2 separate regions of the Anas platyrhynchos genome follow, and region 1 is linked to region 2. The links are chromatin contacts, called in public Hi-C maps. All regions are on one chromosome and are shown on one strand. The core of a region is the stretch at or near the end of the contact, and the rest is flanking DNA. Distances in the headings are between cores, read along the strand shown.

Region 1 (4,409 bases), core at 1,684-4,183, 40 kb before region 2:
AGCCTTTCACATCATGATTGGATGTCATAAAGCAAGGCCTTAATTATTTTGATTGAAAAAGGTAGTTTCAGAGCCGTTAGTTTTTTGAGAGGCTGAGAAAAGAAAATCAAAATAAAAGCAATTGTAGTTCAGCTAAGCTCTTAAAAACACTTTATGCAATTTAAAGATTATATAATTAGCATTAGCATAAAAATGTTTGGGAATCATGTAATAGCATTTTTATTTTCTTTTTGAAAATAATATATTTCTTGTTACTGCATGGCACAGACCTATGCTTTATTTTTAGCAAGATAAGATAAAGACAATGTTTCATTACTGGAACTGTAATGTTGTTCATCATTTTAAATGCGTTATTGTAGCCACCAAGGCAATCAAAGGAAAATTTGGGGGTAAGTCAACATTTTTATTTAACAATTTTTAAAACAGTCACAAGGATTGATTTTAGAACTGCAAGAATGTAATAATTACAATTGCATTTTGATTTTGCCAGAATTCCTAGTAGATCAAAAGCATGGCTTTCTGTCTTGAGATTGATTGATGGTTAGCAACTGTAAAGTGTGTGCGAGTGCACATGTATGTGTATTATTACATATATTTATAAATATAAAAATAATTGGTTCACTGTTATTACCAAATGTGAATTTATGACTAAAAAAAACATGGTGAGAGAGCTACAGGCTTGCAATTCTAGGATTGATTTCTAACATAAACCCTATAAATATAAAATTATTCCAAGACCAATCCAAACCCAGTATGTTTTCCTGTCATAATTGGCCTTCAATTTATAGATGATCTTATAATAAAGAATTTCCCTTGAAGAATTGAAAGGATGTCTCCTTCTGTGACGTCTATAGCGAAGAGAAGTTATAGGCACCACCCCCAGGTAGTGGATAGGTAGGTGCATTGGTAGACGTGCATCTTTTATGCTTGGAGAGTGAGTGTGCATTAAAGTTTGGTTGAAGACTACAGAGAAAGAGCCAACAAATACACATCAGCACTTTGATACTTCTTGAGAGAAGCATTGTGTGCTGCAGTATTTTCTTCACTTGTACAGAAAATTTATTTCCTAACTTGTTTTGATTCTCATACTTTGGGTAACTGTAATGGGCAAAATTTGGTGTGATATGAATATTAAGGGTTGGAAATAATCTGCTAAATCAATATATAGCATTGTTTGATACAATCTCAGTTGATTGTATCATATAGAACTTGTTTCCTCAGCCAACTATATTTTATCTAACAAAACGCATTTTAACAAGTATTTCATGAAGATTTTTTCCATTGCCTGTTCAAGATTCCTCGTTTTGTAGGTCTCTCGTCTACACAATAAATTCCCTAAGGTTAAGAATGAAAGAGGTCTCTACTACAGACATTCTTGATTGAAATAGCAGCTAAACTGCTGCAGTAATGAGAATATTTCCTTTCTCCTAGACAATTCAAATAAAAAAAAAAAAAAAGAAAAATTAAAGATCATTTATTTACTATGAGAATGTGCTAATGATGCTACTATGGAAATGAAGAGCAAAACTCATTGTTTTACCGGAAGCACGATCGGGCTATGTTGTGAGACATTCCCTCAAAGAAAAAGAGACTGTCATGTATATATAATGTGACACGCAGCAGCTTTAGAAAATGCTGCTGCTTTTCTGGAAAAAAGTGGTTAAAAACACATGATGATGAAGTTAACCTAAATCTTTCATTGGCTTACAAAAAATAGGTCAAGTAGTGCATTACTCGCTCCGCTGTAAGCCTGTACACAATCCGTGCATTCCAAAGCAAAAGAGGTTTTGCTTCACATTCCTACATCTACTTTCAGTCATGATATCTGTAAGCTAAAGCACTTGGCTTTTCACAAGCACGACTCCCTTTTGCTTTCTTTAAAGTGGAAATTCATACATTCTTTAACGGTATTTTTATTTATTTATTTATTTTTTCCTGAAAAGATGTTTGAGTGTACCACTTGTAATTATTTTATGTTAGTTTTAGAACTAAAATACTGGCATATGTTGACACAGATACTATCGCACAGTTCATAGCCGATTCGTAAACAAATTTGCTTCTCCTTTTCCAGTCTTCAACTTCTAAGAGAAACAAAGTATCGTGATGTGTCTCCATGTCAAACAACACGCCAAGCGTCGAGGCTTGTTCTAAACACGGGCACTGCGGAGGCACATGGGTGATGTGGCTGGGGTCACGCACTTTTTTTGCAGTCTAGCCTCAGCAGCCAAGCCGGCTGCGTGTCTCGGGGCTCTCCCACCCCTCCTCGGCGGGCACGGAGCCCGGCGGCAGAGCAGCCCCGGTGCAGCCCCCCCAGCTGAGGCTGCCTCCAGGCCGCCGTGGCTGCCACCCACCAAGATGGAGGCCGCCTCTGCTCGGAGCCTCTGTCCCGTGCCGCCCGTTCCTTGGTTACTGACACGGGGCCACCAGCCCCGGCTCCCCAAATCCGCCCTTTTTTCTGGGGGGGGGGGTGCGGGCAGCTGCTGCCTCCCCCGTGGCACATCCCGGCCCCCAGCCGAGCCCCCCCCCCCCCGGCCGGAGCAGGAGAGGCCGCGCTCGGGGCGCCGCAGGCCGCGAGGGCAGGGCCGCGGGGGGGCGGCCGGGGGAGGCTCGGAGCCCGGCGGGGGGGGGGGGGGAGGCCGGGCCCGCTCCGCCCCCGGCTCGTCCGGGAGCCGCCGCCGCAGGTGCCGGGCGGGCCGCGGGAGGCTCCGAGCGAGGGGGGGGGGCGGGAGGTTGGGAAGAAGAAAGAAAAAAAAAAGAAAAAAAAAAAAAAAAGAAAAAACAAAGTTTCCAGCTGATGCTTTTGGGAGGAAAGGTGGAAAATGCCCGCGCTGAGCCGGCAAGAAGCGGTAACCGCGGGAAGCCCCTTCCCCGATACTCCCCGCTCCCACGGTGGCGGCCGGGGGCTGCGGGGCCGGGCAGGGCAGGGCCGGGCAGGGCAGGGCAGGGCGGGGGGGCAGCCTCCATCCCTGCCGGCCTCCCTCCGTGCCGGCCGCGGGCGGGGTGAGAGAAGGGTTAAGAAACTTGGCTGAAGAGATGAATGGCGCGGGAGGGGGGAGGAGGAGGAGGAGGAGCCGGGCTGCGCCGCGCCGGGCGAGGTGGAAGGCGGGGAGGATCGCGGCTGCGGGTTAGGCTTTGAAAGTCAGCCTCGCAGGCATTGCAGCAGGGCCCCGAACCGCGCAGGGGAGCGGCGCCGCGCCGGGCTCGGCTCGCCGCGTACGTGCGGGGGGTCGGGGGGCAGCGGGGCGGCGCGGCTCGGCTGGGCTCGGCTCGGCGCCGTCCCCGGCTCGGGGTCCCCGCGGAGCCGGGCTGGGCGCTGGGGGAGGCCGGGAGCCGCGGCCGTGCGGCGGAGGCGGGGGGGGGGAGGCCGGCGGGCAGCGCTCGGGAGGAGCCGCCGCGGGGCGGGAGGCGCTGCGTGTGCAAGGGGGGAGGGTGCTGGTGTCCGTCCGTCCGTCTGTCTGTCCGTCCGTCCGCGTGTCTGTCCGTGCAGCGCTGCCGGGCGGCGGCGGGGAGCGAACAATGCCGGGGTGAGCCCGGCGAGGGGTGGCCGCGGCGGGGACGGCTTCCGGGGGGGGACCCCCCCGTACGGGGCCAGCTGGAAGTTTGGGGGGCTTGGGGGCGGCGTGGGAGCGAGGGGGGGACCCCGGCTTTTACAGCCCGAGCGCTGGCTGGGGGGAGACCTCCGGGGTCGAGGCCAGGGTCGGCGAAGCTCCGCCCGGGGCAGCGCCGAGGCCGGCTGCTGCCTCCCTTTCTCCCTCCCTTTCTCCCTCCCTCCCTCTCGGTCCCAGCCCCACCTGCGGGCGCCCCCCGCCCCCTTTCCCCTGGCCGCCGGTCGGGGCGGCCGCGGGTGCCCCCGCAGATGCCGCCTCATCGCCGCCGCGCCGGCCCCGCGGGGACGTCGCTGTTTCCCTTCTAGACTAAAGGTTACTTTTCCTGGCGTGTTTTCCTGTCCCCGAAGCCCTTTAAAGGTGATTTCTGCCTCCCCCCCCCCCCCCCGCGCCGTCTCCCTGCGGAAGGTGCTGGAGGCGGCCGTGCTGTGCGAGTGCCGCTCGGTGATTAACTGGGAGCAGAGGGGAGCCCGAGGAGACGCGGGGGCAGAGCGTGGGCAAAACGAGGGGCAGCGCCGTGCCCCTGCTGCACCCGCTTTGTGCCTTGCTTGTCTTCTCGTGGATTCCGATCCACAGCGTTTTAACTGAAAGGAGACTCGAGCTGAAATGCCTGACGCGTGTTGAAAGTGTGGAGAAAACGGGGGAATGTCTGGCTTTGGCAGCGTGCTGGTGTTAGGAGAGCTGAAGTGGAAGTTGGCCCCTTTTGCATGGTCTTTCTGTAGTCTGGAGACCGTACCGCTCTGCGTTTCGTCTAGGGGGACCTGCCTGCGGTGCCTGGGAGCTCCTTGGCTGATCAGAATTTAA
Region 2 (4,296 bases), core at 716-3,215:
CATGAGGTCTTTGTTTTTGTTTTGGGAGTTTTCACAATTCCTGATGTTTGGAGAACCTGTAATATATTTTTGTTTCCCTACGTGTTTGGAAAAAAAAAATTAAGAAACCATTGATGTTGCATGTTCAGTTGTGTATACCATGAAAGTGCTTCTCAGTATTTTCTGCTAGACTGACGTGTAATATAAACTACTTAAGTTGGTCTCACCTAATCACCTAATCCCTTTTCCTGGTAACTCTGGCGTAAACTAGAAAGTTTTCTAGGAAACAGTGTAGGACCCATTACTTCAAAAAAAAAAAAAAAAAAAAAAGTGTAATAGGCCAACAGGCAAAACTTTTTTTAAACCACAATTGGCTGCCTGTCTGGTGTTTTGTTATTCAAGGGGCACAAAAAGAAAATGTTTGTGCAGAACAATTAATGAACCACATGTGTGGATCTGATCAATCTCCATTTGCCAGAGTCCCAAAATGGATGAGAAGGCATGCTTGGTTGTGTGCCATTCCCATATGGCTGTGAACCAGAGCCGGTCTGGGACCTTCCTGCGAGGCAAACCTTGAGAGCATTCTGAGTAATGGCAGAGGTTATTGTGACATCCAGGCGCTGTGGGAACACTGGGGCCCTCTGTCCAAGCCTAATAAACATGTTAGAAGCCTTGGTGGGTCTGTGGGAAGTCCTGTGTATTGTACAAGTTCCTCCTCTACCAATATAAAAGGTGCTCTCACTAGAGTTACTTGAGTCTAGCATGTAACATGGTTAGTTGTTTAACAAGGAGGATATTTTGTGAGAAAAGCCATGACTCTCGGGAATGACGAAGTGAGTCTATTTTAGTGGTAGGTGGAGGATAGTGTCATAACAGTTGTGACATTACTGCCAAAGCTGTGTCCTTCTTCAGTTAACTTAAGTGTGTTTTGCTCTTGTGTAGGAGTACATAGTACTTTAAAGACCCGCTATACAAAACCAGACTAACTTAAGCCATTAATGTTCAACCAGAAAAGAATTAGAACACCCTCTGCTGGTGTGAATGGCTCTGTTTTCCTCTTCTCCACAAGGACTTGCATGGTGTATATCCTAGAAATAGTAAAAGATGATTCTCAAGTGTGATAACTTTTCTTGATTACGCTGAGATTATTCTGACCCATTTGTGTTTTTTTTTGCCTGCAGAAATTTGATAGTTTGAATAATACCACCACTAAAACAGACATGAAGATAAGGTGGTTATGCTTTTTCTTTACTTTTGGACACAGGAATCCATATTATTTCCTCAGTAGGAGTACGAAAAGTTGTTATTCATTGGGAAATTCTTTCTTCATGAAGCTGGAGGGTGTGTGTGCAAGTATGCTTTTGAAGAAAGTGGCCATGTCTTAAATATGTTGATAGTTGCATTTGCATGACACTGCCACATCCATTGGGTAAATCTGTGGTTTTGTAGAGTAACCATGCGTGCCTTGGGCCTTTCCTACTGGTTATCTCTGTGCATTCACTCAAGTTTTTAGAAAACTTCTGTGTCACTTGTCAGATGATGAGCAGTCAAGAGCAGAGAGGCTGGCTGTCTTTATTTCAGTTCCCCAGTACGTGCGCTCATGCCCTCAAACTCCTGGTAGGCCTGTCGCATGTTAATATCCTCTTTGCTCCTTCCTTCCCAGCTTGGGATGAGTGAGAAGGAAATAACAGGGTCAGATGAGGAGTGGACGCTTCTTAATTTCTCCTCATAAAGCATGTCTGATGCATGCCAAACAGTCCTCCTCGTGTTCTTGACCCTCCTCCTCTTACGTGCCTCGCCAAGCTCGCAACCTGTTGAGATGGGGGCTGCCCGGTCTCTGAAGAAACCCTTAGTTCACAGCAAGTACAGACAGGGATCCTGTGGCCCCGAAACGCTGAGCACCCTGAGCACCCCTCTACCTACCTGTGTCGCTGGGAGCAGCCTGAGCCAGGGCACGGCACCACAGTGCTCCCGGACTGCACAGCCGCGTGGGGAAGGGCACTGTGCTGGGGGTGGAGAGGGATGGCGATTGCTATGCAGGGAGCCTGCTCTGTATTAATAACAGCACCCTTCCCAGTAAATGGTTGCTTACATAATTTTGTTATGAAAGAACGCTGCCGGTTGAACTGTGTTCATCTCTGCTGCTTATGAAAGTGTCCCTTCAGCACGCCTGCAATACGCTGCCTGCTGCAAGAGAAGGGTTAAGAGCAGACAACATCCTGTCAAAGACCTTGTTTTTAATTTTGCCTCTCACACGGGCACAGATCCGGCTAAGAGCAGCCCAGATTAGTTCGGAAAACCTTTGAAGAGATTTAAGATGTCCTTCAGCCAGTTTGAAGGTTTTTGTCTTGCAAATCCAGTACAAGGGCGCCTGCAGGCATCTCGACCCTTGCTGTGCTGCTGATGCAGCTCAAGGTCACGCTAACCCGCCCTGTGACATTCAACAACAGCAAAAAAATTATGCGGTGAAACTGCTTCAGCATTCAGCCAACCAACAACTTCCTCAGCTCCTCACTAAAGGAAGAAGTGTGTATTTTTTTCTTTTTTCTTTTTTCTTTTTTTTTTTTTGGCTTCGTAGATTTTTGCTGCAGGAAATAATCCAGGATTTCTGGTGTGTGTGATGACAAGGTCATTTCTTAATTAGAACACATGTAAAGAACAAAGCTAAATGGCTTCAAAACAGCTTTGTAGTTGATGGAGAGGATTTAAATTATTTAAAGAGATAGTCACCCAAGTATGATGGAAACTGAATTCTAAACACATTAACTCTTTCAGTACGCTGCAGTTTCCATATGCTATTCAAAAGAAAATGTCAAACTTGATGAGCAATATTTCAACTGCTGTTAAATGAACATTTTTATGTCTATTTATAGTTGGGATTGTATTATGCATTTTCTTATCTGAGTTATGAAAGCCAGGTATTTATTTATTTACAGTGAAATATGCCGTGCTGGCTAGAGATCAAGAGATAGCCATAGGAAATTGCTTCCTAGACACGAGAGACTTAATTTCTACCATATTTTATATTTTAGTGAATTTATTAGCATAAATGTGTGTGTGCGAATTACAGTGCAAGCATGCACATATTGTTTCAGAAGTGCTACTGGAAGAAAATTGGACTACTATAAAGGTGAATTTGAGAGAAAGGAATTGAGCTTGAGAGGAGAGAACCGGCAATATAAATGGCAACTTCACTTAGTTTTAAAGTACTGTGAGCTGTCTGGAAAACCTAATTGTAGGAGGGATCTCGGAATGTGAGTTGTGTTCCCCAGGTTTGTCTGTGTGACTAAAAGTGCAGAGGCGTTGGTTCAACAGCCTGAGACGTGGTTTGGGGTGGCTGTGTGTGTGACCTGTCCACCCCTTTAAGCCTGTCCCCAACATTTCCTCCCCTGATTTGATTTTTGGCCTTCCTGTGCTGCGAAATCCCTGTTACCGACCAGGTGCCCACACCTCTGCGGTCACCTCACGTGTGCGGAACCCAGTGAGCCACCGGCCAGCTCGCCCGTGTAGCGCGGCTGCTCCTGCTGGCAGCACGTCCCCACAGCACCTGCTGTGCTGGCAGCTTTCGGAGGGGAAGCGCGACCTGCCCTGCTCTGCTGTGCCCTGCCCTGCCCTGCTCTGCTCTGCAGAACCTGGCTTTTGTCGCTAGCACACAGCACCAGCAGCAGAGGCACTGGGTAGGGTTCTGCTAGCCAACTTAGAAGACGGGCTGTGCGTGCGCTCAGAGATGCCACTGCATGGTGCATCGGGGAATTGAAACGTGGAGGAATAAGTCTTCCTTCTGCTGTCAGAAGTTAAGCACTGAAATCTCCCAGCCGAGTGTTTCATGTGTAAATGACATGGAATATACTGGGAACATACGACAATATCTCTTGTTCTTTCTGTTTATGGTTTCTAGGCTTTTTTTTTTTTTTTTTCCTGGGTGAATCTTGTTCAGCTGGAACAGGAGGTGCAGCAAATGTCAAATGTCAGGCTGAAATGGAGTATGCTTACAACAGACAGATTGTGCTGGCTTCCAGAACCTCCTTGTGAGAAAGGAGGAAACTGCATTTGCCAGGACAGGGAGGGGAGAGCAGGCACTGCAACTTGTTTCCCCTTTGGGCTGCTTTTCTTCGCTTCCTTGTGCTGTCTGTCTTCAGATGAGGCTTGTGAGGAGAAAACAGTGGAGGAAAACAGTTTCCACACAAGAAAAATGGATAGGACAAAACGGATCTGCTGTGCGAAATTTGTATGTTCTTGCCCTTGCCTGGGGTGTGCTGTGCCCTTAATATTATGGGAGACCTAAGCTCACCTGCTAGTAATTCCTAATTTACTGTC

Evidence for each region. Hi-C and Micro-C count contacts between places; a contact is called where the count stands out from the background.
Region 1: a Hi-C map of small yellow follicle shows a contact between it and region 2, with 3 times the contacts expected there. The contact joins the promoter of NRIP1 here to the enhancer-like site in region 2. A contact is called at or near these places in 3 of 8 Hi-C or Micro-C datasets (liver, small yellow follicle and subcutaneous adipose tissue).

The regions. Positions count from the first base shown.
Region 1 is chr1:103,524,406-103,528,814 of IASCAAS_PekinDuck_T2T, reverse strand. It overlaps NRIP1 (nuclear receptor interacting protein 1), which reads left to right and starts at 2,933. Exons shown (of 5, transcript XR_005269054.2): 1 at 2,933-3,213.
Region 2 is chr1:103,483,335-103,487,630 of IASCAAS_PekinDuck_T2T, reverse strand. All of the region lies in intron 2 of NRIP1 (nuclear receptor interacting protein 1), which reads left to right. Among named protein-coding and RNA genes, the nearest start is that of NRIP1, 40 kb to the left of the region's middle. Within about 2 kb of position 1,965, at least 6 of the 8 cell types and tissues checked have an H3K27ac peak or open chromatin away from gene starts, as enhancers often do. A contact at or near this core is called in small yellow follicle and subcutaneous adipose tissue, where this site is marked.